Linked DNA regions of Gossypium hirsutum: all the other regions are linked to region 1. The links are chromatin contacts, called in public Hi-C maps. All regions are on one chromosome and are shown on one strand. Each heading gives the region's core, a stretch centred on a gene start, on an enhancer-like site or on the middle of the called end of the contact. The rest is flanking DNA. Distances are from core to core; before and after follow the strand shown. Region 1 holds the start of LOC107951846 (plastidial pyruvate kinase 2). Region 2 holds the start of LOC107917913 (protein SGT1 homolog B). Region 3 has its middle 33 kb from the start of LOC107917913.

Region 1 (3,808 bases), core at 834-3,333:
ATCAGGTGTCCCAACTCCTCTCTTAATTGTAAAAGTAAATTCTTGCCCAGTTGTTAATGTGATTGGTTGAGGCAAGTCACCGCTCCTAACTTCAGGACCCTAACAAACAGAGCCAAAATAACATAAGAACATAATAAATGAAGGTTTACAGAAACTGAACTAATAGAACTATCAGACGAAAATCACATAATATAAGTTGTATAATTGTTTCCTACAACACTACGTCCAACAATTTTAATGGCTCATAACCTCACAAGTAAAACACACGAATAAAGACAAAAACCATATGCACACACACACACATGCAGACATATATTTGTATTGCAGACTAATAAGTGCCCAAACCATATACTAACATACTGTCACTTGTACATACTTGGCAGTCTTACTCCAAAATAGAGTGTCATGATGACCATAACAGAACCTGTATCCAAAATCCAAGAAACAATTGGCATAGGTTTTTGTTAAGAACATTGTCTAAGATGACAAAATTCTGACAATAATTTTGACAAAGAAAGGTAACACCGATGTCTAAGTCTGACAACACCAAACTGTTGGCTCAAGCAACCTGGCATAACTGCTTTTACACTGTAAAAAGGTAAATGAAGTTGAGGGAACTTGCCTTGGTGTCAAGCATGATTGCGATAGTGTTGTCTTTGGATTGTGCATTATATTCCTTGACTAAATCAATAACTTTCTGATGAGATGCATGGTCTCCATGAGACATATTCAAGCGAGCAACATTCATTCCAGCCTCAGCCAATTTCCATACCATTTCCCTTGTGTTTGTTGAAGGACCAATAGTGCAAACAATCTTTGTTTTACGTCTAACAGTAGGCTTGGACCACATACCCACTGATCCATCACCTACTTGCTGAATCCCCCTTAACTGCTCATATTGCTCCTCCCTCTGAAGAAAAAAAGTAAGAAAAGTTACAAGCAATGATTTCCGGTGATTTTCTCTCTTCAGCTGTCCATGATAAGTTATTTGAGCATAGATATAATGGCAATTCAAAGCATAGTGACTATGTCATTCAACGGCAATGCCACCATCCTATACCAGTGTAAATAAGCAGAAATTTCAAGTGAAATACACTGTGTAATTCGAACTTCATCATTTTAACCAAACACTTAAGTTGTTATACACTTCAAGGTTCCTTTTCTTTCACCGGCAATGGCAAACAGGTGAAAGTTATGCCCCATGTTACTCATTATTCTCTGGATAATTTCTTTAGCACAAAATCAACCGACAGTGCACCAAAGACTGGCTTGTAAAAAGATCTCAGCGGAAATCTTGACTCCAGTCCTAAATATTTCTCATTTATAGTCCAAAGTGACCAGGAAGTTTCCTCATTTTAGAGAAAAAAAATCACCATTTCCATTTATGGATTGTGTAAGTTTCACTAATAGGACAATGCATTTTCGAAAATACAAACATGACCTTATTCAACTTGACACGCTCCATTCTTATAAAAAAAAACAATCAGCATGCTCCATGATAATATTATCACTCCACTTACATAATATCACGCCTATTGCTTTCTTAGCCTCTAGATAAATCAAAAAAGTTAACAAAGATCCAGTGCGTTTTTTGATCTTTTTTCTTTTAGCATGAGATGGCAGCAACCAAATTCATAATCAAAGCGGAAGGTCAGAGAGGTCGGAAGTGGGCCAAACCTTAAGTACATCCTCAGGTGAAACGGGAATAAGTTCAGGCTCGGCACGTGAGGCTCTCTTGGCAGTAATCCTAGAGTTCCTCGTAAGCACGACGGCGTTGCTCTTCCTGTGGTCAGGTAAGAGTACTTTGGAAGCGAAGGACGCAGGCTTAAGCTTCTCCACTGGGTCCTGAAGGGATCCGGAGGCCTTGCTGAAGTAGTTAGCACGAATGGATCTAGTGGCCACCACTTGAGCCATTGCTAAAATGAGAGATAGAAAGGGTTCGAGGGGAGAGGAAGGCGAGGGAGTTTCGCTGATAAAATTGAAGGTTGGAGAAATCGCCGCTAAAACAATGACTTTTAAAAGAGGAGGCTGCAGAATGAAGCGTGCCTAGTTTGTATCGACAAACACTATGCACCTATTTTATTCAAACTGTTTTTTTTTTCTCTGAGTAAGAATTTAATGTGAAATTATACATATAAATTTTAATTTAATTCAGTTATATATTTTTTTGTGATTTAAATATATATTTAAATTTTTAATTTTGATTTAGTTATATAAATTTTAAAAAATTGAATATATTAACCTATTTTTATATGTGATAAATTTAATTATTTATCTATGTAATATATAATCATAAAATAATATTATATAAATAATTATGAATTAAATTAAATTAAAATTTTATATATACAATTACCCATTAAACTTTATTCTTTTCAAAAAACGGATGGAAATTAGGCAAATTATTATTATTATTATTATTATTATTAAAACAAAGAAGACAACTTTTTATTGTTGTTATACGACGTCGTGTCAGAGATTCAACCCCTGATATCATTCGTCATTTTTTTGTTCAAGTGTCAGCATAACATTGGTCTTGTTCCGGGTTGGGATTGAAGTTGAACCCTCCATAGGATTTCCAATTTCAATTCGCCTCTCGTGGTTTTCCGCATATATCATTTATGATTTGACTTTGACAAGCATTCTTTTCATTAAATATAAAACTTGTGTTTTGTATTGGGTATATGGATTTAAATTTTTGAATTTTGAATTTATTTTAGTTATAATTTCAAATTTATCTCTTTAACGCTTTGAACATAAACTTTTTTTTAGTTAAATTTAACCTTTAACCTATTAAAAAATCGAATTTAATTATTAACATTTCCAAAAAGAGTCAAAATTTATTTTTCCTTCAGAGAGAATGTTAACTAAAATATTAAAATTTTAAATACAGCAACCTGTATGACGATCTACTTGTATTTCATGCTAACTTTTTGAATTTTTATAAACTTTTTGTATTTTTTTAATTTTAATTTTAATTTTAATTTTTAATTTTTATAATTTTTGAATTATTTGTTTACGTGACATATAAGACAAATGGTGTTATGTTAGTAGGATAAACACATAAATTGTCATGCGAGTTGTTACACCAACAACGTTAAAAAATTAATGTTTTAGTCAGTATTTCTATTAAAAAATAATTTGACTCTTTTTTGAAAGGTTAAGAGCTAAATTTAGCTTAAAAAAAAGGAATAATGATTAAATTGACAAAAAAATGTAAATATTGAATGCTAAATTTATCATTATACTTTTTACTTATTATAGAAATAGTAATAATGAAATGTATATATCTATAATATTAATAAAATCCCTGATTGAGTTGGTGTCACAAGTCAATCAGACACCAACTTGTTTGAAAATTACAAAAATGATCTTTCATATTTAAAATAAATTATATTATTTGAAGGTTCTTTTGTCCTTTTAATTAAAAAAGCAATAAAATATGTATATGGTGGGATTTAAATTCATGCCAATTACATTGGAAAAACTTTAAATTTATCACTCAACCAATATTTTATTTTAATTACTTATATATTTTAATTGTAGAGATTAGAAATGTGATGGTAAATTTCAAAATTTCCCCATCAAATAAAATATAAATTTGATTATTTTTATTTTTTTAGTGATATTTTGTACTTAAAAAGTTAGTTTATTAGTAGCAAACAAGTAATTTAATCTATTTATTTTAATATTATTTATTTATTTATTTTAAATAAAAATAAAATAATAATATGATTAAATTGAAAATAAAATTTAAATATTTCATATTATTAAATTAGAATATTAATTTAAATTTAAGTGGCATTTA
Region 2 (3,808 bases), core at 726-3,225, 240 kb after region 1:
AATATATATATTCAACTATTGCAGCATTAACTACAGAGTTTCTACTCTTGAGGCTTTTCCCCAAAAGAAAATGACATAGTTATGTAGCATATTACTCTTAAAAGCCAGAAGCTTGACAACATGAATTTCATGTGATACCTTTGCAAATAATCGAGGTTGGAAATGATATGCCTCCTTACCAGGAGCATTGATAGCAACACTTAGCTGCACAGCAACAAAGAAAGCATATCTTTAGCCAAAAACTAAACAGTACTTTGAACACGCAAGGGCAGAGACACAAAAAGTAAAACAAATACAGAGGAATCAATGAGCAACTTACTGTTTGTTCACCATAATCTACTTTAACACAATCATGCGGTATTCCTTTAGCAAATATTGTGACAACCACTTCCTCTGGTTTCTGGTAAAATTCATGCCTGCACAAATATTTTTAACCAAATCAACTACATATCATCAAATGCACAAAGCACTGACATTAGTGCATGCATAAGCACAAACCTGTACGCTGGTTTGGGAGGTGCAGCCTCAATCTCTAGATTAGGCTGATCCTTGTCCAGCTCAATTTCTTTTGCGGGTACATCATTTTTAGCCAATGCTTCTGGCATCTGCATTGATACATCACCAGTTTCTTCTGAATGACCACAAAAAAATTCATTAGTAAGATAATGGATATTTTTATTAAGGTAAAGAATATGTCTGATGCATGGGCAATTATTGTAGATAAATTTATCCCTTCCTAAAAACCCCTCTTCAAGGCAATACCTGCAATTCGCTCTTCACATTCTTTTATCAACTTGGAAAATCTTGACTCTGCAGGTGCCAAAGCAGCGCCAGTCTCCAGTGCAGACTTAGCAGTTTGATACTCTTCAAGCTTCATGCAGGCAGTGCTGCAGGCATAGATTTACACATCGTTATAAAGGGTTATGCATGATACATGAACATTAGTGTTAGGTAAGAAAAGGCAAATATTAATTTAACTATTTTATCTATTATCAGTATTTTGTATTGATAATGTTCATCCTACTCTGAACCACTCGGGAATTCTTTTATGCTATATTTGGGAACATGAACTTGAAGATTTGGATTTCATTTTCTGTACAATTTGAAATAATTGAATGTACTCGTATTGTATAAATTAATTAAATCCAATATTATTATATATTTATAAGGTATGAAAACATGAATTTCAAGTTCAAGAACATCTTTAGACATTTCAAATTCACCACTAAAGTAAATAGGCATCCAACAAAAACATGAAATTGAAAAATATTCAACAATGTTATATTTACATGTGTTTTATTACATAATTACATTATTTTTCAAAAACAAACCTATTTATCAAATCCAAGTTCCCAAACACAACCTTAGTAATTATATCAAAGGCGTGATAGAATCAGCTGATTTTAATGCAGGAATTAGCAGATTGTGCAAGGCCAAAAGGAGATAAATAAATAAAGCAGTGAAATTATCAAGCTAAAGAAAAGAAAAGTAGGCATTTGGAAAATATACTAACGCTTTACGCAGATAAGCTTTAGACATGGAAGGATCCAACTCAATCGCTTTGTTCGCATCCGCCACAGCCTCTGCGCCAACAAAATTGCAAAAAAAAAAAAAGACAATTAAATAATCAAAAGAAATTATATAAAAGCAAGATGGAATGGGGAAAATAAGGGAAATACCAGTGAGATTATTGAGTTTGATGTTGGCTTGAGCACGGTCAGCATAGAGCTCGGCGTGTTTAGGATTAAGTTGGATGGCTTGAGAGTAGAGATGGAGCGCAAGCTCGAAGTGGTCATCGATGAAGGCTTCTTTGGCTTTGGTCTCAAGATCAGACGCCATTGCAGGGGATGCCAGAGAAGAGAGAACAAGAAACAGTACTCAAATTGATCTGAGGGAGAATGAGATTGACCCTGGCGACGACTTAATATTATGATGATATTTTAATATATTTTTCCTTGGAAATTTAATGAAACCCATTTCCTTTTAAACTATATAAATAGTTTTTAAAATTGCCTAATTTTTAAAAATTATATAATAATCATTAATATTATTAATTTATTATATTTTAGTTATCCATTTACAAAATAATAGTGTGACACGCTAATTCAAAGATTTAATAACTAATATAGTGCATGAATTATAGTTAAAATATTACATTTGTATTTTTATCTTTTTCTAAAAAATAATTTTTATAAAAAATCATAATTTATTTTTAAAAAAATAAAATATTTATATCAAGTAAATGAAGAAGAAAAGGGTTATTTTCTCTTTTTTTATGTTTTTGGAAAATCAAAAATAACCTAATTAACCACAAAAATAAAAGTTGAGCAATTAACTTCTCTTTTTCAAAGTAAATCATTAAAAGGGATTTGAATTTTGAACAAAAATCTAACCCCTAACTGGTTGTTTGTGTTTTAACTTTTGAGAGGAGTTACCATTAATCATGAATTCATAGGTCGCATTTTATTCTTCTTCATTTCTTGCTTTTTATGTTTTTGTAAAACTAAGGCGGTACCGCATCTTCTCCCATCAAACTATTCGCTATATTGTATCCACCAAGGCTTCTGCGAAACCTAAGGTATGGATAACCTTAAGCCCCAAGGTACCCACAGCTTCGATTTTGATATTAAAACCCTGATTGATTCTCCTTTATTTATTGAATGGTAAATTATTCATTTATTTGGTTGAACGTAATACTAATTCAATTAAATGATTATTATTTTCTTATTATTTGTCTTTCTATAATAGCTATTCTTTAGTCTTACTAAAGAATATCTATTCCATAACGTTGAATAAAATAATAATAATTTCCATATTAGTCCTTTAAAACTTGAACTTAGAAAATATAAAAATAAAATATTTAAAATATTATTAAATTATATATTTTATTTTTATTAAATTATATTTAATAATAATTATATTAGAATATGATTAGATTATTTATTATTTTATTAAATTATTTTTAATAATAATCTTATTAAAATTTAATAATAATAACAATAATCATCTACCTAAAAATAATTTTGCTAATAGTACTATGGTCATTTTAGTTTTTTCTTTATGCTATTACAGCATCATTTCATTCAACCAAACACAATAATACTATTATAGTTCTATTCCATTCTATTCAACCAAACAGTTCTATTTCATTACAACTCTATTCCATTACAACTCTATTTCATTACAGCAAACTAAACATAGCATAAGTGTTAATTATTTGCAATGTTAATAATCTCACATTACTAACATATAAAGTACAAATAATATAAATAGAAATTTCTTTATAATTTGTTTCATAGACTTGGGTGCTTAGCTTGCTAGATAAGTGTACTTATCAATTAACTTTATGTACACATGCAATGTCAAAAGATAGGTACTTAGATTTATATTCGGTGGTGTAAATAATTTTTTTAAATAATAATAATTTTTTATTTGCATATAAACAAATTTATTTGAATAATTATAAATTTCAAAAAAGACTTTTAATGAATAAATATATCTTTCCTGGAAAGTTGTAATGCTGTGGAAAAAATGTAACTTAGTGACAAAGTTACGTACCAAGTGACATATTCTTTGATGAAAAACATAATGTGTCTGTACCACCCGGTTACCTAAATTGACTCGAGATTTTAGAGAGTTAGGATTTAATTGAAAAGACTAGTAAATTGTTGGGTCTGATGGGAGAATAGAAAAATTTATTGGTCGAAATTCAAATAGTTGTACCACAACCCTAGTTCGGTTAGGATATAACTAGCTGGCTCCAAAGTGGGAGACATAATAATTAAGATCAAGTGGCGGCAATAGTCAG
Region 3 (3,808 bases), core at 562-3,061, 210 kb after region 1:
ACCCACCATGCCTCAAACCGAAAAGAACACACATTGGGACTGAAAGAACGAACATTATCAAGTAGTCGAGAAATGATCCCACCATGCCAAATTTGCAACCCCCTATCCAAGCAGTCTCTAATGTCTTTGGCCGTAAGGTTCCCACATAAACCAAGGTCCTTCAAACCCAAGATTATCCAGACACTTTAGAATTCCAACATGCATCTTTTGTCACGCAACACACCCCCTGTCTTCTCAAAAGAGTATAATATTTTGTTAAAATCACCACACACCTACCAGGGCAACCTTTGATCATGTCCTAAAGTCCGAAGTGTATCCCAAGCTACAGACCGATGTCTCAAATCCGGTAAACCATAAAACCCTGTAAAAATCCAACTCACGTCTATACCAATCTCTTTGGCATTCACATCAATATGAAACCATGAGAAACTTCATAAATCCACCAGCAGATTCGCCTGCCAACCCAAACTAAGACACCCCAAAGTCCCTTCCACCGACACCTCTATGCTACGTAAAAACCCACACCGATGCCGTACCAGAACCATATGATCACAATCTAATTTCATCTCCGTGAAGAAGAAAATATGGAGATTGTACAGTTTCAGCATATGCTGAAGCTTGCGAATATTCCGTGGACTCCCCAACCCACACACATTCTAGCAGAAGATCCTCATGGTTGTCGACCAACCTACTCCTTAGCAGCCACTGATATATTCAATTGGCAAGTAGGAGATCGCTCGTCTCCAGCCCTTAGTGAATTCGAACCCTCTAAAACAAGCCTAGAGGAACGTCCACTTCGCAGTCTCTTTTTCCCACCAATTCCTACCACAGGAGCATATTTCAAATCATAGATCATATTGACTAAACCGTACACACCCAGATCATTCTCGGTAGCTCTCGACACAACCCCTTCTAAGTTCACCCCCAAAATCAAATGGAGACCCCCTAGAAAACACGCTGATAAGGTAGTCGACAAACCCGTAAGCCTAAAGGTGCTCAAAAGAACTATCCCCTAAAAACCATTAGTAGTTTCCTTAATCAGCCAGATACTGTCCATAACAGCGACTCTACGTCCCACCGCTCTAAGAGAAATATCCCATCCATTATCATTTGCAATGACTTCCTTTGCCAAGTGAATGGGGTAGAAATTGTCTCCATGCCCCAGACGACCACACAAAAAGCAGAAAAGTGTAAGCTTCTCATACCAAAACTGAACATAAATAGAGTCCCCAGGAGATAGTTGAATATTCTTCCGACGCTTCAATGGTGCCCGAATATCAACTTTGACCCTCATCCGCAAGAAAGGAACAATGCTGTTAATATCTTATTTGGCATCGTACTCCTCGAATAGCCCAACGAAATTCCCCAATGCCCGAGCAACAGCCTCCGAAAATAGTCCAAGTGGTAAATCATGAATCTACACCCAAAAGTAGGAGTAGATCAAAGGCACCAACAAAGGGTCCTTACTAGGACGTAGGCAATGAAAAACCAAAATATGGTTGTTAAAAGTCCAATGTGCTCCTCTAACAACTCGGTCAAAGTCAACACAATTGAAGAACCAAAATAGAAACCATTTCTCCCTTAAGTCAGTAATTTGTATCCCTCCCAAAGGATGCTATAAATTCGCTAAAGTATTGTTCATATCAGGGAAATGTATCACACTAGTAGTAACAAAACAACCCACAAAACAAAATTCATATAGTAGAGTGCGACCAATTAAAGGCCCCAGAAGTTGAATCACATCATCCTCCTCCTCCGTAATTCGCAAAGTAGCCAGATCATTTTCCATGTCCCACCAAATACACGAGCACCTGCCCCACAGAAACCACACACCAGCAAACTGTCGAAACCACCAAAAAACTGGAAACCTGAAACAACAAGGGAAGATCGCCCCAAGAAATAGCGTGCTAACGAAGTAGACAGTTACATGTCAAAAAAATTACAGACATATGGGTTTTGCTTTACCTAGACGATATCTCTTTCCCTTTATTTTTTTATATATCTTTAATTGATGTTTAGTTCGAAAAAAAAATTAGTTAAGTGAATTTGATTATATATATGATATTTTATTTGAAATTTAAAAATTTGGAACACACTCCATTAACTTTTTTTATTAGAAAAAAAAGGAAGTTAGATTACTTCAATTTAATATTTGAGATCGACATGGTGGTTGGGCTATTCAAGTGGTGATTATCATGATGGAATTCATGAGCAGAAAACTTTGTCATCGGGCCTCATTTTGACTGTGAAAATTGAATCTAGGACAATGACCAACTGAGACATCCTCAAACCTTGTTTTTCTTTCCCTCTACCAACGAAAGTAAAATGAAAACACAAGGATTTCTAACATATAATATTAAGCAATAGTAATTATTTTGAAAGATGGTTAAGGGTTAGTTTAGCATTACTTTTGAGAAGTATTGTGTAAAGGTGATTTTGAGAAGTATTTTTGAAAATTTTGGTGTAAGATTTAAGTGTTTAGTCTTGTTGTCAAAAAATACTTTTGAAAAATAAAATGTTTGCTTTAGACATGCTGTTATAAAATAACAAATATGCATTTTAATAATATTCAAATTAATTAATATTATGATATTTTACTAAGAATATAAAAATAATTTATTATTTAAATATCATAATATTAATTAATTTGAATATTATTTTACTAAGAATATATGAAATATAAATTAATTATTTGAAATACAAATATGCATTTAATTTCATTTATTATTTAAATTTCATAAATTTTAAATATTTTTAAGCAATTAATATTAATTATTTCTAAAATTTAATTCAAATATATAAATTATATTTTACATATAAAAATATAACTAATAAAAATCTAAATATATAATATTATATATTTAAAATAAATTTCAATAGGAAAGTAATTACATACCTAATATAAATATTATATAAAATATTTTATAAGGATTAAAATTATCTTTTGTTCTTAAAACGCTTTTTCCAGAAATAAAAATTAAAAAAAACTGTTTTTGCTTTTGGATTTTGTAGATCTTTTAAAAACACTTTTTATCCAAAAATTATATGTTCAGTTTATGACTCTAAACAATTTTTTGACTTATATTAACTATTTTTTTTTATTTTCCGATCGCTTGGAAGGAACAAAAGAAACATCTTATTTTTTCTTAAACAATTTCTGATCTCTAGTGGACCTCTCAGTAGGGTTCGAACCCAGATGAAGTTCTGACCATCTATTAGAGAAAAAATAAAAAATGGATCTTTTAGGATTTTCAAGAAATTCAGAAGATTCAGATAAAATATGCACTTCCTCGAAAATGAAAAAAAATTGATCTACTTTCATTTGGTATTTTGACTTAACCTTTTTGACTCATCGATACTCAATCACATTCTCCCTTTTGACGATTGAATGCGCCTCAAGAGTAAAAACACTTTTGAAAAATAATACTAAATTAAATTTAAACGAAGTGGGTTGGATGAAGCAAGCTACACAAACCATGGCAAGGGTTACAACTTAACCAACATACTTTGCAACTACCAGTTTGGTTCCTTCCGTTCAAATAGTGGTCAGTACGAGGACCATAAATTTGCATCGTTTCTCTTCATCTCTGACCTCGCCATATGTCTCTTTCCCGTTGATGTACACATTTAAGTTCCATTTTATAAATTTTTTTATTGAAATTTTTATATAGTCATCTTATCATTATTTTAATACTTACATTAGAGTAGTATTATATATTTAGTATAACTTTATTTTTTAATGTGTTATAATTTACATAATATATAAAAATAACATAATATAAAGTATTATAAACTTAAAAATAGGTCG

Evidence for each region. Hi-C and Micro-C count contacts between places; a contact is called where the count stands out from the background.
Region 2: a contact with region 1 is called in a Hi-C map of leaf, with 4 times the contacts expected there. The contact joins the promoter of LOC107917913 here to the promoter of LOC107951846 in region 1. A contact is called at or near these places in 3 of 34 Hi-C or Micro-C datasets (callus and leaf).
Region 3: a Hi-C map of fibers shows a contact between it and region 1, with 3 times the contacts expected there. The contact joins the enhancer-like site here to the promoter of LOC107951846 in region 1. A contact is called at or near these places in 16 of 34 Hi-C or Micro-C datasets (anther, callus, fibers and 3 more).

What each region holds. Positions count from the first base shown.
Region 1 is chrD08:37,125,878-37,129,685 of Gossypium_hirsutum_v2.1, reverse strand. It overlaps LOC107951846 (plastidial pyruvate kinase 2), which reads right to left and starts at 2,083. Exons shown (of 12, transcript XM_016886996.2): 1 at 1,678-2,083; 2 at 623-910; 3 at 1-99. The coding sequence starts at 1,914.
Region 2 is chrD08:36,882,745-36,886,552 of Gossypium_hirsutum_v2.1, reverse strand. LOC107917913 (protein SGT1 homolog B) reads right to left here and starts at 1,975. Exons shown (of 10, transcript XM_016847331.2): 1 at 1,680-1,975; 2 at 1,514-1,583; 3 at 763-887; 4 at 499-631; 5 at 320-416; 6 at 139-204. The coding sequence starts at 1,839.
Region 3 is chrD08:36,916,059-36,919,866 of Gossypium_hirsutum_v2.1, reverse strand. No RefSeq gene overlaps it. Among protein-coding and RNA genes, the nearest start is that of LOC107917913, 33 kb to the right of the region's middle. Within about 2 kb of position 1,811, at least 2 of the 9 cell types and tissues checked have an H3K27ac peak or open chromatin away from gene starts, as enhancers often do. A contact at or near this core is called in fibers, where this site is marked.